Regions from separate parts of the Sus scrofa genome. Here all the other regions are linked to region 3. Evidence: chromatin contacts called from public HiChIP or PLAC-seq data. All regions are on one chromosome and are shown on one strand. Each heading gives the region's core, a stretch centred on a gene start, on an enhancer-like site or on the middle of the called end of the contact. The rest is flanking DNA. Distances are from core to core; before and after follow the strand shown.

Region 1 (3,108 bases), core at 187-2,686, 220 kb after region 3:
GCTGTCTCCTTCATAAAAAGATTTACAAAATGTAATCATTGTGGAAATATTCCCTTTGAACTGCCGTGTCCGCGGGGGTCTCCGGCTCCCAGAGCCGTGCTTCATTACAACCCCTCGCAAGCGGCTCCAGAAGGGCAGGTACACTGGTGGTGCCCGGCTTTGATGTCTTGAATGAATGAAAGAAAAGCACAATAAAAAAGAGCTGTTGATCAAGCATAAAATACTCTTTAAGCTGACAGAATAGCAGCGTTAACACACCCTAAGCTGCTTTTCGTTTTTCCCTTTTTTCCTCACATTTTCCTGTGCTTTGTGTACAGTGGGGGTTTGTATTTTATAAGAAGTCTCTGATCTATGTAGTATGCCATTCGCTAACAAAAACCAAAATAGGATTGTTGCTGTCCCACTTGGTTGCCTGACTACTCTCTCCCCCGCCCCCCCCCCAACCCCTGGTTCCCCTCTCCCCGCCTCACCCCCAACTTCCAAGGCGTGCAGTTCAGCCTTGCAAGGCAAGGGCCCAAATGCCTTTCATAAACTTGAGCCAGTTCCTTTTGTGCGGTTGGTTTCGCTGCTCTGATTTTAATACCGCAATTAAAGACAGATTTTTATTTTCTCAAGAACTTTCTCTTGCAACTGGGGAAATGGAACTGACACAGCTGCTACTTTTAACTAAGAAATTATATCATTAAATAAGAGAAAGTCTCCTTGGTGAGCGATGCCTTTCCAAGGGAACTGGTCCTCCGTAGGTCTCCTGTGGACCTTTAAAAAACGCCTGTATACACTGTATGTTTGGAGAACTATTTACCCCGGTTTTGGGTTTTCTATCCTTGTCCCTCTGCAGGCATTAGCTCAGTCAGTTCTCACAAAAGCTGATCAAGTTACCTCCAATTGCACAGAGTCTAAAACTCAGACCCAGAGGTGCTAACTTAACCTAAGCTCAATTAACTAGCACATAACAGTGTACTAGTTAAGTGATGGGATTCTGTTAACTCTTGACTCCAGAGCCCAAGCTCTTAGCGCACGCAATGCACACAGCCCTCCAGGAAGTCTGCAGAGCCAAGGTGAGTGGGCCAGAGTGCAGTTTTTAATTCAGAAGTCTTTGGTTTCACGAGGTAAAAGATTACTTGATACAAATGTAAAGGGAGATCCAAAAAAGAACTGTACTGAATGGTGAGGCAGACACCAGGGCAAGCTGGAATGCCATGAGAGAGTCTGACTTTGGAACAGGAGTCGGAATAATTGGATTGTGTGTGTACTCTCCAGGTTTGGAGGTGCTGCATGGCTTATTGGGTAAAAAGATTAGTGTTTTCCCGTCTTGAGGTTTGAACCAAAGAGAGGTCTTGGCCGGGAGCAGCACGGTCACTCTCCAGGGAGTGGTGGTTTGGACGACTCCTCTGTGCTCGTAGTAAGTAGGCAGCAGTCCACGTCACAAAACTATTGCACATGCTGCGGACGCAGTCGGCTGCCGTTGGCCCCGTCACAAGAGCTCTTCAGTCAGAACGGCCCGGGGTCGCCTGTGGAGCCCTGTGTCTCCCTGGGGAGAGCACCTGCCACTTGGGGAAACGTGGACATGAGGTGAGAGCATGGATGTGGCACAGCCACGCTAGAAGCCACCCATCTACAGGCCTTGTTGGGTAACTGACCTCAGGCTTCGGGAACCTTGGAGATGCCTCGTTTCTTTCTTGCATCCTTTATTCAACAGTATTTATCCAGCCACCAGGCAAGACACTGGCCTGGTGCCTTCTTGCCACATAGAAGAAGATAGTCCATTTTCTTGAGGGGAAAAGCAGGTAATTACAGTTCAGTAACCGTGACAGAGGTAAACCCAGGACTAAAGGCCTAGAGAAAAACCCCTTGGAAGAAGGGACTTAGTCTGAGAACGCAAGGACTAACAAGTGTTAGCAAAGCCAAGGAGAGGGGCACAGCTATGCCAAGGCCCAGCAGGGAGAAAGCATTTGACTTGGGGGCACCTGGAAGACGTTGAAGACAGCCCAAGTGTTGGGTACAAGCAGTGAAGAGATAAGGCCGAAAAGGTAAGCAGGGGCCAATCATGGCCCATTAACATTTTAATAGCTTCCTGTACAATAAACAAGTCTTGGTTTAGCGTTATTGAAAACAGGCTTTCTTTAATTAACAAAATCAGGCAAGAAAAGTGACTGCAGAGATCAAATCCCCATGGCTGGCAATACCATAACTGACACCTGGGGACGCCGTGTCACCTTTGTCAGAAGAAAGCGGCGTCAGACACTGCAGAATGGAGTTCCCGTCGTGGCTGAGTGGTAACGAACCCAATTAGTATACATGAGGACTCTCGGGTTCGATCCCTGGCCTCGCTCAGTAGGTTAAGGATCCCGCATTGCTGTGGCTGTGGCGTAGGCCAGCAACTGCAGCTCTGTTTCGACCCCTCCCCTGGAAACTTCCATATGCCATGGGTGTGGCCCTAAAAAGAAAAGAAAAGAAACTTCAGAACGGCCCTCACAGTAGCCCTCTGGGGGCCCAAGGACAGAGACCTGCTTCCTGGAAATCACACCACTGGTGTGGAAAAAGTGAGACTCGGTTCTGGGTCCCTCAGACACTGGATACGCAGCCTCACCAGCTGGCATATATTTTTAAAGATCCTACTGGGAGAAAAGCAGGGGTAGTTGGTACCTTGAAAGACAGAGAAGTCTACAATCCAGCATCTGCTTTCCGTAGGACAGCTCCTTAAGTGCAGGTGCCATATTTTTTGTACTTGTTCTGTCCCCAGAGCCTAGCATACAAAGCATACGGTAGGATGCTAATATTTTGCTGAAAAAATGAAGTACTCCAAAGCGGTGTCGCCTAACGTGGGAAACCAGGAGTGTGCCCAGAGGCCCTGTCCCTTTCCACTGTCTTGGAAGAGGGTGGGGAGGACGAGCAGGTTTCTCGCTGATTTGCCAAGGACGGCTCGACAGTGGGCTTGAGCTCATCCAAATAAGAGCAGGAAGCCAAATATGAGTAACTGGATTAGCGTGACCCAGCAGAGATAGCATCTCCTCAAGAGAGACGTCGAAACACTGACCCCAACTCCTGCAGTACTGGTTGGCAGCATCCTCTTTGGGGGCTGACTTGGGTAGGAAGGAGTGGGAGAGT
Region 2 (3,151 bases), core at 572-3,071, 190 kb before region 3:
CACAGCAATGCTGGATCCTTAAACCACTGAGCAAGGCCAGGGATCGAACCCACAACCTCATGGTTCCTAGTTGGATTCATTTCTGCTGTGCCATAATGGGAATTCTACAAGAGTATTTGTTGTAATGAGATTTGGTGGGTTCCATCATTAAATAAATGTTATTCATATTTATAAAAGTATACAGATCAACTCATTCCTTGGCTTCTCCATTGCACCCCTGCCCACTTCTCCCATGGTCAATATTTCATTAGGAAACACTGTAATACTCTACCATTACTAAAGGTTCTAGACGCCGTCATTTACTACACCTTCAACATGGAGAAACCATCAAGGTGTCCACTTCTCCAGGTGACCTTTCCCAAACTTGTATGTGTGCCCCAAAGCTAGTTGGGAATATGCTCAGTTTTGGTGCAGTAGAAGGTTCGTGGATGTATAGTCGGAAGATCAGGGCTCCTCATGACCTGGCTCCACCACTTCTCTGTAGGACATTAAATGATGCCCTGGGTCTCCCTGAACCGAGCTCTCCTCTTCTGTGAAGGGAGATCTTGAAGTCCTGCTTCACAGACATGATATGAGAATCACATGAGACCTGAGAATCACATGTGAAATTCCTAATATATATAACCAAGCACATAGTAGGTGCTTAATAAATTGATGTCAAAGGTAGATTCTGAAATACAGATCTAGAGCTGCTAAGTTGGAAATTTTCTTTAAAGAAAAAAAAAAAAAGGTACCAGCTATGGCTTGTATCCCCACGTCTTTGTTTTCACATCTTCAATATGGGAAAAACATATGCCATATAAGTGATAAAATTAAATGAGGTAATAGTAAATAGCAATACTAAGTGATGCATAAATATAATATGTTATTATATGTCTATAAGAAGGGGGTTAGCTAGAGAGCAGTTGTCAAAACTTCCACTAACTGGTCCTTCTATCCTAATCAGACACTCACACCTCTTTGACTCTCTCTATCCTCTTCAAAGGCCCTAATCTTCAACAAACAGAAAGAAGCTAGACAAAGTCTTATAAGTTAGATTTCCTAGGTTAAAAGACAGTTTTTCCATATTAGAAATCGATGAAATCTCCCTCTAGAAGGCACCTGCAGTTTCTCATCTACATTATCTCGTTTAATTCTAGAAAAGACCCTGTCAGGCAGGCACCACTATACCTCTTTTAAGGGATGAAGAAACCAAGGATTGGAAAGATCAAGCAACTTGTCCACGGCCACACAGCCACTCTTCTCAGCGAAACAAGCTGCATTTTCTAAGACCAGCCTAGAAGAGGGACTTTGGTCCATGAATCCTCCAACTCCTGTATTTACTACCTCAATTCCTCATTCCCTAAAAGCTCATTCTCAGTGCCCTCAGAACTCTTGCTGCTGCCAGTAGATCCATAACTCTGGAGCTCAGAACTCAGACTCAGGAGCGGGAGATGGCCCTGGAGAAAACAGGGTCCTGCTCCCCTGGGTGGCTTTCCTTGACGGGCTGTCTCCCTTTCTCCCTCCTGCTATCCGAAACTTGCCTGTAGGTGGCGCCCTGATTCGCGGGGAACTTGGAGGGCGAGGACGCGGGTCACCAGCTGCCTCCCCTCAAGGCCAGTTTAAATAGTCCCTTGGCTGCAGCTCAGCACAGGAACCCTGGTAATGTGGTTGTGCCCTTCCCCCGCCCGGTCTCTCTTCCTCTCCCCACTGCCCCTCCCCTCCCCTCTCCCCCACCCCCACCCCCACCCCCCCGTGGCTGGCGCGGTGCAGGAGCTGTCTGCCTGTGCTTCCTCAGAGGTTGGGCTCGGGAGCGGATCTCCAAGCGCTCTAGGCCGAGCTTGGCGCTTCTGGGCGGTGCTTGGACCCCTGAGCCTCGGCCTGCCGACGGCCTCCCCCCACACCCCGCCCCACTCCTTCCCTGCACCCCCTGGTGCTGCAGCTGTAGCGCGGGTGGAGGGATGGAGGGGAGTGTGACCCTTGAATGCTGCGCGGGGCGGAGCAGCTTTAAAAACTTCTGAAAGGCCACGTTCAAAGCCTCCAAGGACCGAACTTGGGCCGGAAGGCGGTTTTCTTGGAGGGGCTTGCAAGGGGGCGGAGGGGGTGCACCTGCAGGGCCGGGAGCGCGCAGCCTGGGAAGAGGGTCCGGGTACCCGCGAGCCCTGAAGCCCCGGCCCCGCACTCGCCACCTAGCCTCGGCCTCCTCCGCCCCAAACCCTAGCCCCCTCGGGGGAGCGCGCAGCCCCTCCCCGGCCTTCGGCTTTCATCCTCCCCGCCGGGCGGCAGCGAGGCGGGATGGGAGCCTCCTAGGGCTGCGCATTCACCGCGGGGTCTTCCTTCCCTCCGGCCCCTCCCCAGGAACCCGAGTTTTCGCAGCAAAGTTGAATTACCGGATTTTAATTCCAATCCGCCCGAGTGGGAGATGGCTGAGGAAGGAGAATGTTTCGCGACAGAGGAAATATTCCCAATTTACCTCTTACCCCCATAAAAAGCCCTGGGGAGGGTGAGAAGGAAGGGAAAGCGGGAGGGGCCCGCGCTGGAGGAGAGGGGGCGAGAGTGGCACAGTGGCGGATAGGACGGTGGCACGGGCGGCGTCTGGAGTCGCCGCCGTCGTCGCTGTGCTCTCGGGTTGTGCCATCTGGGGTTAGATGGGGAGGGGCCGCCGCGAGCCAGGCCCGCTCTTCTCGTCCTGGGAGCGGATGCCGTCTCTCGCGGGGCCGAAAGCGAAGGGCCAAAGGGGTTTTCATTAGTACCGAATTATGAGGATCATCAGGCTCCAAAGTCCTTCCTATGGAGGCTCTTGAATGAATTAGGTAAATGATTTGCTCCACTGGTAGTTTCGGAAGAAGACACTTTTCTCAGAACTTCTGAAATGGAGCGCTTTACCCTGGGACCAAATGCCGGCAGGGCTCCTTTCAGGACGGTTTCCACTCCTTCGGTCTCGCTGGGTGCGAATCACTGAGTCGGTTAGTGGGGACACGTGGGAGAGGTAGATGTGAACTCGAACAAAGCGGTGTGACTTAGTTAAGGAAGAAAATGAGCTACTGAAAATAGAGGAGTTTAAAAATAAACTACATAAAGTTGATTATTTTGCTTGAAGTCCGTTTCCTTGATCTGAGAAAGTAAAATAAGTGAGAGTTGGGTTTTACTTTTTTTTCCAATTAGTTGTTTA
Region 3 (3,114 bases), core at 5-2,504:
GGTGCTGTATTGAATTACGTCACAGTTAAAACTAGAATACAAGCCAGGTACCCATCATGGCCTAAGGTATCTTAAAATTTAAATAACAGATACTTGGCTGGGAATATTCTTTATTGACTCCATTTTTGCTTTTTAACATCGCAAGATTCAGAATTCTTTAGGCTTTATCATCATGTTTATGATTTAACCACAATAATAGAATCAGGGAAAGAAGTTCGTTTAGATTTTTTTCATAAAACCATAAACAATGTGGTCTTTTTGCCATGAAACACCCCCCCCATATAATATATTAAATATTCATAACACTGAAGGGAAGACACTAAATTGTACATTATATGTTATTTATTTCGGTATGGAAAAGATATTTGAGATAGAATGTTATTTTTTCTTTTCCATATAGTGGTAAAATTATCATTCTGTGTCATTTAGTTAATTCAACCTTCTATAAAATTATATAAATCTGGTAAGGGTGCCAGAGTCACACCAAAGCAACATTATCGTTTTTATTTCAGATTTATAGCCATCAAGAAATGTTTTTAAGGACAGGTCTTATTTTTGGTCGAGTTCGAAACATTGAAGCTTATGGAGAAAGCTGTAACAGCATTGTCAGAAAACATTTATAACTCTTAGTTTTGGAAAGATGATGTTATGTACCAGTTTTTCCTTTTTGTTTTCGTTGGAGTAGTTCTTTTTTCGGCGGTGCTCACAGCATGTGGCAGTTCCCAGGTCAGGGATCGAATCCAAGCCACAGCAGTGACAATGCGCAATCCTATCCACTGTGCCACAAGGGAACTCCTAGAGTAGTTCTTAAGATAACATTTGTTCCTGTTTTTTAGGTAATTTCCTTAAAGCTCCTCAAGGTAGTTTCCATGAGCTCATAGAACATGAATCAGGACACAGCCTAGCATTTTGGGGTCATTTTCTAGCCTCGTCCTGTGTTGTGGGGCGGCAGCCCTTCTCCCTCGGATTTTATGTCGTGGATAGGTGTGTGTGTGTGTGTGTTCTGATGTCAGTTGCAGCAGTGTTTTGGCCATCTCTTTCCTTCTTCATCCCTTCCACTCTCCTCCTTGCTGGTGTCCCTCCAGGAGGGATTTTCCCAGAACTGGTCTGTTAAAGGGTTAAGGCGTCGGATTGCTCCGCTGCTTCAGGGGTGATGCATTTACGTTGAGCAAACTGGGATGTCCTTTACCTCGGGGAAGACGTTATGAAGTGTTTGCCTGGCAGGACTTGCCGAGGGCTCTTCTACCTGGTATCACTCGGTGGTGTTGGACGTGGACTATTTTTAACTAGCCTTCTATTTCAACGGTGTCAGCGAGTCCTGAGAGCCTGCCAGACACATTTTCAAAATGGTTGCCAAGCTGTAAGATGGCTGCCAAGGTCTGCGCTCACTGAGCAGGTTCAAAATGGTGACCAACCTCGCGGGGTTTGCCGGCCGGGTTCCCCCCGTGCCACCCCCCACCCCACCCCCACCACACAACCCCCACCCGAAAAGGAAGGGGGGGGAGGACCCCGAAGATGCGAGACTTGGCACCAGCGCCTTGGCACGAGTGGCTGTGGTGTCATCCAGAGATTCAAGTAGTCACCGTGTGCTCCTTGTTTCACACGCTTGGCAGAAGGCTGTTCAGGGGAATACGTGAGGTGAAAACAGCGCCGTCAAATAACTCGGCCGTTTTCTCCACCGGATCGCGTGTGCACCGAGCAGTTCTCGGGGAAGGGGTGGGGGTGGGGAGTGGCGTGGGGGGAGGCCAGGCGAGGCAGTACTTTGAAAGCGCTTTCTCGCTGAGATCCAAGAGCCTTCACCAAGGCTTCGGGCTGTGCCTTTTTGTACTGCCTGCCTAAAGTGGCACAAACTTTATATACAACAGGTTTAAGATTTATTTTAGTTTTGCATTTGTTTACTTAAGTTTATAGCAATTGCTTTCTGGCAGTTGTGCTACTTAGCAGATTGAAATAAAATCATAAGGGTGAATTAAAACATACTGCTGTTAGTGCTGATTAGAATTTTAGCTTAGTGTAAATACCGGATGCAGGGTCCAACTTCTCAGACACTTGGCATGAGCTCAATAGGGATCTCCAGGCTACACAGGAGACAGTGTGTGTGTACTTGGATGCTTTTAAAATTCTTGGATAGGTGGAGCATACTACTTCTGCTGGCATGTTAGTTCATTGTGCTGGCTCCATAATGTGCTTGGGTTCCAAGGTAGATAGCGAAGCTGAGGAAATCATAATAAGGAAAAATAGTTTGAACTTAAAAAATAAAACCTGGAGAAAAGGATTTTAATGAGACCCTGTGAAGTTTTTACCATATGTTTTGGTTATTAGATATAAATAATTAATGATAAACTAAGCTGAAGAACAGCGAAGTTTGTGGTATTTTGAAAAATGATCTAATAGTGAATATATTTCTACAACTCGTTAAAATTTTTCTCTGTTGACACTTGCTGAATTAACTTCTCCAGGCAGTCAGTTTACTCAGAGAATTCCTTAAATAGGTCTTCTGTTTAATATCAGCTATGGGCTAGGTTTTATATTCTAATTAAAACCTGAATTCCTAAAGATAATTTTTAATTGCTGGAGCACTTATTTAATGTTTAAGTAGGTACTCAGAAAAGCTGCATGTCGTGAAGGTGGTGTTTTGCTTTATGTCAGCTGGTGGAATCGGCTAGTAGTAATATTGTAGTGATATAGTTTATATAGTTTGCGCTTTTGGCAACCTGCAGTTTTAGGATTCGTTCAGTCATGGAGCTCTTAGGTTGTGCAGTGTACACTTGGTGTAGACTCTGGTGTGAGAGGTAGTCAAGAAACATGACTTTTCAGTTCTTTTTATTACCGATGTTCTTTTGCTGTTTGTTCAGCAGTGGTTGTAGATAAGATTCTTGCAAGTTCCTTTCTAGCCTTTTCTCCCACAGTAGGCAGTTGTCAGCTAAGTTCCAATCATTCAGTAGGTGAAACCAAATGTTATTGACAGTCCTGAAATTTGAACTCTGCATCTTTCAGTGTAAAAGATCAATGCCCATTAAGATGCTTCAGCTCTGGAAATTTCAACATAGAGCTACATAGGCTTTTAGAGGTTAGCTGGACTGATGTGCGCTATAGGGGTGGCACGGCAGATCC

The links. HiChIP or PLAC-seq counts read pairs in DNA pulled down with a chosen protein or histone mark.
Region 1: an H3K27ac HiChIP or PLAC-seq map of skeletal muscle shows a contact between it and region 3. The contact joins two enhancer-like sites. A contact is called at or near these places in 1 of 47 Hi-C or Micro-C datasets (epiblast stem cells) and 2 of 2 datasets of contacts at active chromatin or transcription factors (alveolar macrophages and skeletal muscle).
Region 2: a contact with region 3 is called in an H3K27ac HiChIP or PLAC-seq map of skeletal muscle. The contact joins two enhancer-like sites. A contact is called at or near these places in 3 of 47 Hi-C or Micro-C datasets (liver and skeletal muscle) and 1 of 2 datasets of contacts at active chromatin or transcription factors (skeletal muscle).

The regions. Positions count from the first base shown.
Region 1 is chr6:150,841,844-150,844,951 of Sscrofa11.1, reverse strand. The region is part of intron 10 of NFIA (nuclear factor 1 A-type); the gene reads left to right. Among named protein-coding and RNA genes, the nearest start is that of TM2D1, 230 kb to the right of the region's middle. Within about 2 kb of position 1,436, at least 20 of the 83 cell types and tissues checked have an H3K27ac peak or open chromatin away from gene starts, as enhancers often do. A contact at or near this core is called in skeletal muscle, where this site is marked.
Region 2 is chr6:151,250,616-151,253,766 of Sscrofa11.1, reverse strand. It overlaps LOC106507659 (a long non-coding RNA gene), which reads right to left. Exons shown (of 2, transcript XR_002345466.1): 2 at 2,361-3,093. Among named protein-coding and RNA genes, the nearest start is that of NFIA, 22 kb to the right of the region's middle. Within about 2 kb of position 1,821, at least 41 of the 83 cell types and tissues checked have an H3K27ac peak or open chromatin away from gene starts, as enhancers often do. A contact at or near this core is called in skeletal muscle, where this site is marked.
Region 3 is chr6:151,057,626-151,060,739 of Sscrofa11.1, reverse strand. All of the region lies in intron 2 of NFIA (nuclear factor 1 A-type), which reads left to right. Among named protein-coding and RNA genes, the nearest start is that of NFIA, 170 kb to the left of the region's middle. Within about 2 kb of position 1,254, at least 24 of the 83 cell types and tissues checked have an H3K27ac peak or open chromatin away from gene starts, as enhancers often do. A contact at or near this core is called in skeletal muscle, where this site is marked.